Linked DNA regions of Mus musculus: regions 1 and 3 are each linked to region 2. A link is a contact called in public promoter capture Hi-C data. All regions are on one chromosome and are shown on one strand. Each heading gives the region's core, a stretch centred on a gene start, on an enhancer-like site or on the middle of the called end of the contact. The rest is flanking DNA. Distances are from core to core; before and after follow the strand shown. Region 1 holds the start of Tti1 (TELO2 interacting protein 1). Region 2 holds the start of Snhg17 (small nucleolar RNA host gene 17). Region 3 overlaps Tti1 (TELO2 interacting protein 1).

Evidence for each region. Promoter capture Hi-C pulls out the DNA fragments that hold promoters and counts their contacts.
Region 1: a contact with region 2 is called in a promoter capture Hi-C map of neural stem cells. The contact joins the promoter of Tti1 here to the promoter of Snhg17 in region 2. A contact is called at or near these places in 7 of 39 promoter capture datasets (the 3T3-L1 cell line, the C10 cell line, HPC-7-derived erythroid cells and 4 more), 11 of 484 Hi-C or Micro-C datasets (CD4 T cells, CD8 T cells, the G1E-ER4 cell line and 2 more), 22 of 115 datasets of contacts at active chromatin or transcription factors (the 230-238 cell line, the NIH/3T3 cell line, the SCID.adh cell line and 14 more) and 4 of 9 other capture datasets (adipose tissue, embryonic stem cells, liver and 1 more).
Region 3: a contact with region 2 is called in a promoter capture Hi-C map of liver, with 2.3 times the contacts expected there. The contact joins the enhancer-like site here to the promoter of Snhg17 in region 2. A contact is called at or near these places in 7 of 39 promoter capture datasets (the 3T3-L1 cell line, 3T3-L1-derived adipocytes, HPC-7-derived erythroid cells and 2 more), 1 of 484 Hi-C or Micro-C datasets (the C2C12 cell line) and 1 of 9 other capture datasets (embryonic stem cells).

The regions. Positions count from the first base shown.
Region 1 is chr2:158,027,163-158,029,862 of GRCm38.p6, forward strand. Tti1 (TELO2 interacting protein 1) reads right to left here and starts at 1,272. Exons shown (of 8, transcript NM_029282.2): 1 at 1,212-1,272. Rprd1b (regulation of nuclear pre-mRNA domain containing 1B) reads left to right here and starts at 1,335. Exons shown (of 7, transcript NM_001291134.1): 1 at 1,335-1,883. The coding sequence starts at 1,733.
Region 2 is chr2:158,360,093-158,362,792 of GRCm38.p6, forward strand. Snhg17 (small nucleolar RNA host gene 17) reads right to left here and starts at 1,430. Exons shown (of 6, transcript NR_027887.1): 1 at 1,313-1,430; 2 at 851-978; 3 at 372-507. RefSeq lists a cis regulatory region at 1,362-1,638.
Region 3 is chr2:158,003,374-158,006,073 of GRCm38.p6, forward strand. The region is part of intron 2 of Tti1 (TELO2 interacting protein 1); the gene reads right to left. Among named protein-coding and RNA genes, the nearest start is that of Gm34402, 12 kb to the left of the region's middle. Within about 2 kb of position 1,273, at least 5 of the 459 cell types and tissues checked have an H3K27ac peak or open chromatin away from gene starts, as enhancers often do. A contact at or near this core is called in liver, where this site is marked.

The DNA.
Region 1 (2,700 bases), core at 22-2,521, 330 kb before region 2:
GAGCACTGTTGTTAAGGACTGACATTTAAAATAGTAACATCTGGATACATAGACTTAGTACAAAGGGTACTCAGAACATGAGTTACTCAGTACTCAGCAACTATTTAGATGAGGTCTCAAAAGCCCGAGCTTTTTTGTAAGGTGGGGTCTTAAAAGCTGGTCTGGAATTTACTGCACAGACCAAGCTGGCCTGGAACCCTCAGGAGAACCACCTGCCTCTGCCTCCCTATATCATTATAAGGTGTTGACTTGTGCGTTAATTCAATCAGCTATGAATTCAGCTTTGATTCCAGATGCTGGGACACACTTAGATACACTCTCTTCATTCAGATCTTAGCTCTGTGAGCTTGAAACTTATGTGATCACCACACCTCTGTAACCTGTTTCCTCAGTTGTTAAACCGTGAGACGATAACACTTACCTCATAGCTTTGAAAAGTGTCTAGCACATAGAAACTTCTCAACTACACTAGCTATGATCATGATGCACTCCAGGTGAAGAAGGGTCAAAGCATGTATATTAGGGACAGAGAAGTTAAGAAAACCAGGCATCAACTATAGGAATGTCTTTTAGGCTGGGAGGGGACTCACATCTAATAAGTTCAACAACGTCAGGGAGTTGTAGGTATGTGTGTTGGGGGGGGGGTGCACGCACAGAGGACGTCAGGTGTCCCGCTCAATCACTCTCCAGCTTATTCTTTTGAGACTGAGTCTTTCACTGAACCTGGAGTTAAGCAGGCATCTAGCAAGCTCCGGCGATCTTCCTGTCTCAGCCCCAGAACACTGAAGTTACAGACCTGGCCCACCAACTTGGGCTTTTTAATGATGGGAACACAAATCCTCATTCTTGCATAGCAAGCACTTGGAGCCATCACACCCCTCCAAAAAAAAAGTTGTGTGTGTGTGGGGCCAGACTCAGTAGAGGTCAGTAGACGGCGCAGTTCCACCAGGTGAGAAAAGGGGTATCACTTCGGAAGTCAGAACAGGAACCAAAGTGGGGAGCCCTGCCAAGAGTTCGTGTCTTTAAAGGAACTAGAGGAGCGCTGGGGAGAGGGGCCCAGGCACGGAGGGAGGTGTGGCCTAGGCCAGCCACCAAAGCGACGCGGCCCTTCCCACACCCAGCTCCCGCGCTTCCTGCCTCAGTGTGTCCTAAGGATTCGTTTCTGGACGCTCCTAAGCGGCTGGGCTCCCTTACACTCCCGCCACTCTTACCTCGTCTTCCAGTCTTTCCCTCACTCTCCCGCCTCCTGCACCCTAGGCGGAAATGACGACTAAGTAGTGCGTCGCGCCGCGCCAGAAAGGTTCTGCGGAGCGGGAAAAAGGGTTCCGGTGAGGCTCACTGCGCCGGCGCGCGGGCGCGAGCGGTTAAAGCGCATTTTCGGTGTTCGAGGACCTGGATTTGTTCCCTCGGCCTGGCCGGCTAGAAGTCAGGGACCAAGGATACTGCCGCCTCCTAAGGATCGTTTTCCTCCGGCTCCGAAGCCTCTCGGCGCCCGGCTGTGGCCCTTGCCCTTTGACCCCCGTGGCGGCGGGGTGAGAGGTCGGGTGGCCATCTTGTGGCGGCGGCGCGGGCGGCTGTTACTGCGGAGACCTGTCCCCTCCCCCCACCTGGTACCCCGAGCTGTCTGTCAGTCGGCGGAGAGCCCTGCAGCCTGTCAGCGGAGGCCTGGGCCGAGTGCGGTCGCTTTCCCCGTCTCATCGGGCGGCCCGGGCTGCTCCCCACCACCGCCACCATGTCCTCCTTCTCAGAATCGGCGCTGGAAAAGAAGCTCTCAGAGCTGAGCAACTCTCAGCAGAGCGTGCAGACCCTCTCCCTGTGGCTCATCCACCACCGCAAGCACGCAGGACCCATCGTCTCCGTGTGGCACCGCGAGCTCCGCAAAGGTGATCACCCGCACCCCGGCTCTCCCATGGCTGTGTTCCCTCATCCACTCTCCCGCAGCCCTGTGGCTTCTTAAGCCTTGTTTTGCAGGCCTGGGGCTCTGATGGAGGGTCTGAGGTTGGAAACGGTGTTATTTTATGACTTGGAGAGGGAAACTGAGGCCCGGTAAGGTATGGGAGATTCGTCTGAAGTTCCAAGGGCGCAAATGCCCAGACTTGAAGTTACTCAGCTCCTTCCCTCATCAGGCTTCCCCCTCACACCTTACGACAGTTGTTTTTGTTTTTGTTTTAAATCGTGGCTGTGTTTGGAGCTGGGAGCCCCGTGTTGGGCAATTGGAATACGATCCAGCCGTCTCTGGTCAGACTGCCCACATTAAGACCTGGTGCAAACGTGTTCTAGCTAAGTGATCCTGGGAACGTTTCTTCATATCCTTGTGCCGGTGTATTCTAATCTGTAAAACGGATACAAACTTACCTGTACTTCCAAAGCCTTGACTCCGTGTTAGTTACTATCCATAGACTTGAGAACAGGATGGTAAATTGGGTAGCCTTCTGCCCTTGCCACTAAATTCAGACTCTCACGATATTCCCCGAGCGCTACCTGTTTCTTGCCAGGCCCGGTGTTGGATGCAAGTTGTTTCTGGCTACTGTCTGGAAGTTAAGTCTATCTGTCACTGAACCCAACAGTTTAACCTCTATGTCCTTTATTCCTTATATAGAAAATGGAGATGATGGTAGTTTATGTTATTGTGGCTTTATTATGTGCTGCTATCTTTATGCGGGTTGCTTTTGTTTTTGCTTTGGGACAGAACCTTTAGCC
Region 2 (2,700 bases), core at 180-2,679:
GACAGTTCTAATAAGCACTGGCCACGAGACCTGCAGTAGGCTCAGCACTTGCTGTCTTAGATCAATGCAACCTGCCCAGCTGGCAGAACTGAGGTGACAGGACTCTTATGTCACAGAGGTAGTCCCATTTTTCAGATGAGGAAATCAAGAACCAGACAAGGCCCGGAAGCCAGCAGAGAGCAGTGGCTGAAATCTGGATGGTGCATATGACCCCCAAAATCTTCTGGCTCCTTTCCATTCTGCTCTCCACCCACCAGAGTAAAGCAGAAGGGTACAGAAGCGACAGTGGGAACACAGGACACACAAGACACAGATCCCAAGTGGGTACAGCAACAAGCAGGCACACCTCAAAGAACCCAGCCTCACCTCACCTTCACCCACTTCCAACTATAAATGAAGAAACTGAATCCCCCATCCCAGGGCACAATCCTCACTCAGGAGCACCAGTTTGTCGATGTAGCAAGACGGAGACAACTCTTTGGCCACTGTAGATCCCAGCTGTTATTTCTGCAAATACAATAAGCCCAGGTGAGCCACATGAACAGCACCCAGTTACCTGGGAAAGCACCCAGAATCCCAAACACAAAAGCTGCCAGGTAGCAAACCACGGAGCATAGACACCCCCCCCTTTCCTCTGTAATCCCCACTATGCAACATGGAACAGAACTGTCCCCAGAATCTTGCCCTTGGTTATTTCGAGCCCTCACCGAGCTTCTCTCTGCACAGTGGCTTTGTCGACCTCCTCAAAAGTAGTAATCAGAACTCCACACCACCCCTCTGCTGGTACCCATGGGAAGGCCAATTACAGGCACCCGGGCTTCAAGTTGCTCCCGAATAGCAGAGCACTTACCCAGGCATCCTCTCCCTGGACAGTGGGTGTCCATCTCGGAGTTGAAGGGAGTAGGGGGTTCCAGAAGCTGTAATCTGTCGACCCAAGGAGCTTCCATCTGTCTCCAGGAGGGCTGCGCAGTCTACAGCCTGGCAGGACAACGGAAGCGGCTGCGGCGCAAGGCAGGGCGGGGCAGGGGGACCCAGATGCTGCACCCGGGGTCCTGGGGGAGTCTCAACTTAAATCCTGGTCAATGGATTCGCCTTGGTAGGATGCTAAAAACATGGGACACAGGTCGTAAACACCGACCCACTTTTTGTAGGCGACAGACATGGCTTTGAGGCTTCAGATACTCAGACGGTGAAAAGCACGCGGCTTGAGGCCCTCCCTCCTCTAGACCCAGCAGACCAGCCGCCCACCGACGGCCCGCAGCCCGGTTTCCTTGATGGAGGAAACGGCGCTGCCCATGCACCTTGCACTCACCTTGGTGCCCTGTATTGGGGAGACGAGCCCGGGAACATGCGGGATGTCTGTAGATTTGGGCGGATGGCAATGGCCAGAGAGGAAACACATCCACGCGACAGGAAACTGTGGTCTTCACGATGGGCGCTGGCGGAAGAACAAATGACAAAGCACGCTGCAGCCTAGAGCAGCATCTCCGAGCGGCGGGCCCTCCAGCGCCCCCACGAGGAGAGGAGACTAACAACTGTTTGAACATATTAAGTTAATTTTTTTTTTTTTTTAAACAATGATACGTTTTAGGAGGAAACTGTCTCTCGTTTGCCGTATTTTTTCTGTTTGTTCTGAAGCAGACCTCTCTTACAAACTACTGATTCCACAGCACATGGCTCAGTGGTGTCACAAAGGAACAAATGATGACTTTAAACACCACCACACGAGGTCAGTAGTGGCTTGAGACTGGCATGTGGAAGGGATGAGAGCAAAGAATGAATGCTTTGCTAAAAGTCTACCTAAAAATCATAAGGCCGATGGGACGATTCCCTTAACCAGAAAAGTCCTGATCCAAGTAACAGATGAGAGACAGATGTTTGAGAAGGAGCTCACGTGTTTCCAAGTCTTCATACTCCCAAACTCTGCTTGGATCCTAGGCCAAATGTGGCTCTTGGCCCTATGTACAGCAGCTCTGCCCTTGGGGCTGAAGAAGGAACTCCACTGAAAGAGTCCAAATGACCTCTGAGCCAGCCATCTCTTCCGCCTCTAAGGGTGACTTAAAGACAAAAGATAGTCTGGGCTGGAGAGATGGCTCAGTGACTTAAAGCAATTGCAGAGGACCTGAGTTCAATTCCCAGTACTCATACAGAGAGCCTAATGTTTGTCTGTAACTCCAGTTCTAGGGGATATGACGCCCTCTTCTGTACATTGTAAACACTGCCTGTAAAAGTGGTACACATAGTATTTCAGGCAAAACACTCGCAGGCATAGCATTAAAAGAAAGAAAGAAAGAAAGAAAGAAAGAAAGAAAGAAAGAAAGGAAGGAAGGAAGGAAGGAAGGAAGGAAGGAAGGAAGGAAGGAAGGAAGGAAGCCAGGCGTGGTGGCGCACACCTTTAATCCCAGCACTTAGAAGGCAGAGGAAGGCAGATTTCTGAGTTTGAGGCCAGCCTGGTCTACAAAGTGAGTTTCAGGACAGCCAGAGCTATACAGAGAAACCCTGTCTCAAAAAACCATTAAAAAATATATATATATATTATTAAAATATATATTAAATATATATTATATATTAAATATGTATTATATATTAAATATATTAAATAAGTATATTTAATATATATATATATAATATATATTAAATATATATATAAATATATATTAAATATATATTAAATATATATATATATATTTTTTAGGGCTG
Region 3 (2,700 bases), core at 23-2,522, 360 kb before region 2:
AAGTTCTTTGAAAGCAACTTCCATTCTCGTCTTAAAAGAAAGGCCATCTGATGACAAACTGAAATGCTAGCATCAAGTGCTGTTTGCTGTAATCTGTGAGTGAGCATTAATTTTATGACTTACTACTCAAAATGCAATTACATATTGAGTTGTTTCAAAACTTGTGGAAAATCCATCTCCAATTTTGTTTTACACCCCCCCACCCCAACACACAATGTCCCAGACAATGTCCCAGACACCTCAACTGTCCATATTTCCTTACTGTAATGTGGACCCCAACCTTCTACTTACAAAGTGCTACACAGGATGTTTTGACATTCCTCCTTCAGATTACCAAAGACATCAGAATTCTAAGAAAATTCAAATTCCAAAATCCAAAAGTGCTACCTCCTGAAAAGACACATTTCCAATGCTTTAAATTTTTTGATATTATTTTGTGTCTATGAGTGTACTGCTTGTGTGCATGTGTCTGTGTACCATTTGGGTGCCTGCGTTAGTAAGGAGGGTATCAGCTACCCTGGGACTGGAGTTACAGATGTTTGTGACCCACCATGTGGGTGACAGGAGTTGAATTTGAGTCTTCTGCAAGAACAAAAGTGCTCTTAACTACTGAAAAATCCTTCCAGCTTCCTAAGCCTTTTTGTAAAATGTTTAAATTTTAAGATGAAATAAAATCTGGTTTCCCACTGTAGCAGAGATGAGACATCTGGGCCACAGAAGCTGGCCCCAGTCTGTAATGTCTAAGTAGTTAGCTGCCTTAGTTGGTGGTCCAAGCCACTCTAACCCTGTGTGGGTTTTGTCCACAGCTGCTCAGCTGATAACTTTTAGCACAGACAGGAGTTAGGGTTAGGATCTGAAATGCCTCCCAAAGGCCTTGTCCCTTAGCTATGGTGCTATTTGAGAGCTGGTGGCAACTGTAAGAGCTGGGACCTGGGAGGAAGAAGTAATGACGGCAGGTCTACCGGGGAAGCCCTGCCTGCCATGACAGGAACTGCTTCTCTCACCCGTGGCCCTGACCAAAATGCGCCTACCTTATCACGGCCCTAAGCAACACGGCAGGCTGACTTTGGACTCTGAAACCACAAGCCAGACAAACCTTCCCTTCTTTAGGGTGTTTTAGCCTCAGCCACTTTGTCATGGTTTCTGAGTGACTGCAGTCCAGATCCAATGTCTTTTCTTGGCCTAGTGCCCAGTAGGATCGCTCTAGTTCATGTTTAACCGTGTTACACTCTCTACAACATTTTCTCCAAACACGCCTTCCCCAAGTGTGAATAGTCTTCACACCACTCTGCTGATAGTGTTCTGAGAATCGTAGAGAAAGTACTACAGCCATATATAGCCTGGCTCCCTCCTCTGCCTTCAGGTCACAGCCTTAGTGGCGCTTCCCAGAGAGGCCCTCCCTGTCCATGCAACTTAGAGTAGCCTATTCCCGTTTCTCCCTTGCATGAGGTTTTCATTTCCTTCAAAGCGCTTATCAGCGGCTTCCTGAGCTTGCTTATGCTTTCATTACTTGTTTATCATTTCTCTCAGTAGCAGGAAAGCTCCTTGAGTTTGTTTATCTTGTTCACTGCTGTATCCTCACTACTTAGTGTAGCCTCTGACATATAGCAGGCATCCTTATGAGTGAAGCAAGCATTCATGCTGTCTGTGAATGTTCATGAATGAACGAGTGAACACTATAAATGTCACCTCAGAGTAGAGCACAGTCCTTGTCCCAGTCGCTTCTCCTAAGAAAGTTACTCTCATGATCTTGTCCTTTTAACCTGATAGAATGAGGTCAAGGACCTTTCCTCTGCCTCAGGGGCTATTAACAGCACTGGAGATATGTTCTTTGGATAAAGGCACCAGAATATAGCTCAATGTTTTCATTCAATGATTAACTGTCCAGCTGAGGGATTTATTTATTGATTAGACATGGTCTTGCTATATAGCTCGGGCTCGCCTTGAATTTATGATCCTCCTGCTTGAGCTTCCTGGCAGCTGGGATTATAGGTATGATCCTACCAAGTTTGGCTTTTTTCATGGTACAAATTGTGCCATGTTAATGGTGGCACATCAGGATCAAAATATAGAAGAGACAATTAAGTCAACTTGCACAATTAAAAGGTTAAAAGGAAGGGCTGGAGAGATGGCTCATTAGGTAAGCACACTGGCTGCTCTTCCAAAGGACATGGGTTAGTACAACGTGGTAGCTTACAGATACCTGTAACAACTGTTCCAGGGGATCTGACGCCCTTTTCTGGCTTCTGAGGACACTGCGTGTATGTGATGCATACCCCCACTCCCTACTCCGCCCAAAACAAACAAATCTTAAAAAAAAAAAAGTTAAAGATGGTCATAGTGATAGTGGCACATTTCATCCCAGCACTTAGGAGGCAGAGATGGCACAGTAGGTATGAACACTGGCTGTTCCTCTAGAAGGCCCAGGTCTAATTCCCAGCACCTACATGGTGTCTCACAAGCTAACTTCAGTGCTAGGAGATATAGCGCCCTCTCCTGGCCTCTTCAGTTACCGAGTACACACGTGTAGGCATATACACATGCAGGCAGAACACTCACATATATAAAATAAATATAAATGTTTTTTTAAAAGTTTTTAGATTATTGCTGTCCAGTATAGTCCACATGGGTATAAAAACCAAAAAGAATTAAAATTTCAATTCCCTATTGGATATAATGGTTCACACCTGTAATTTTGGC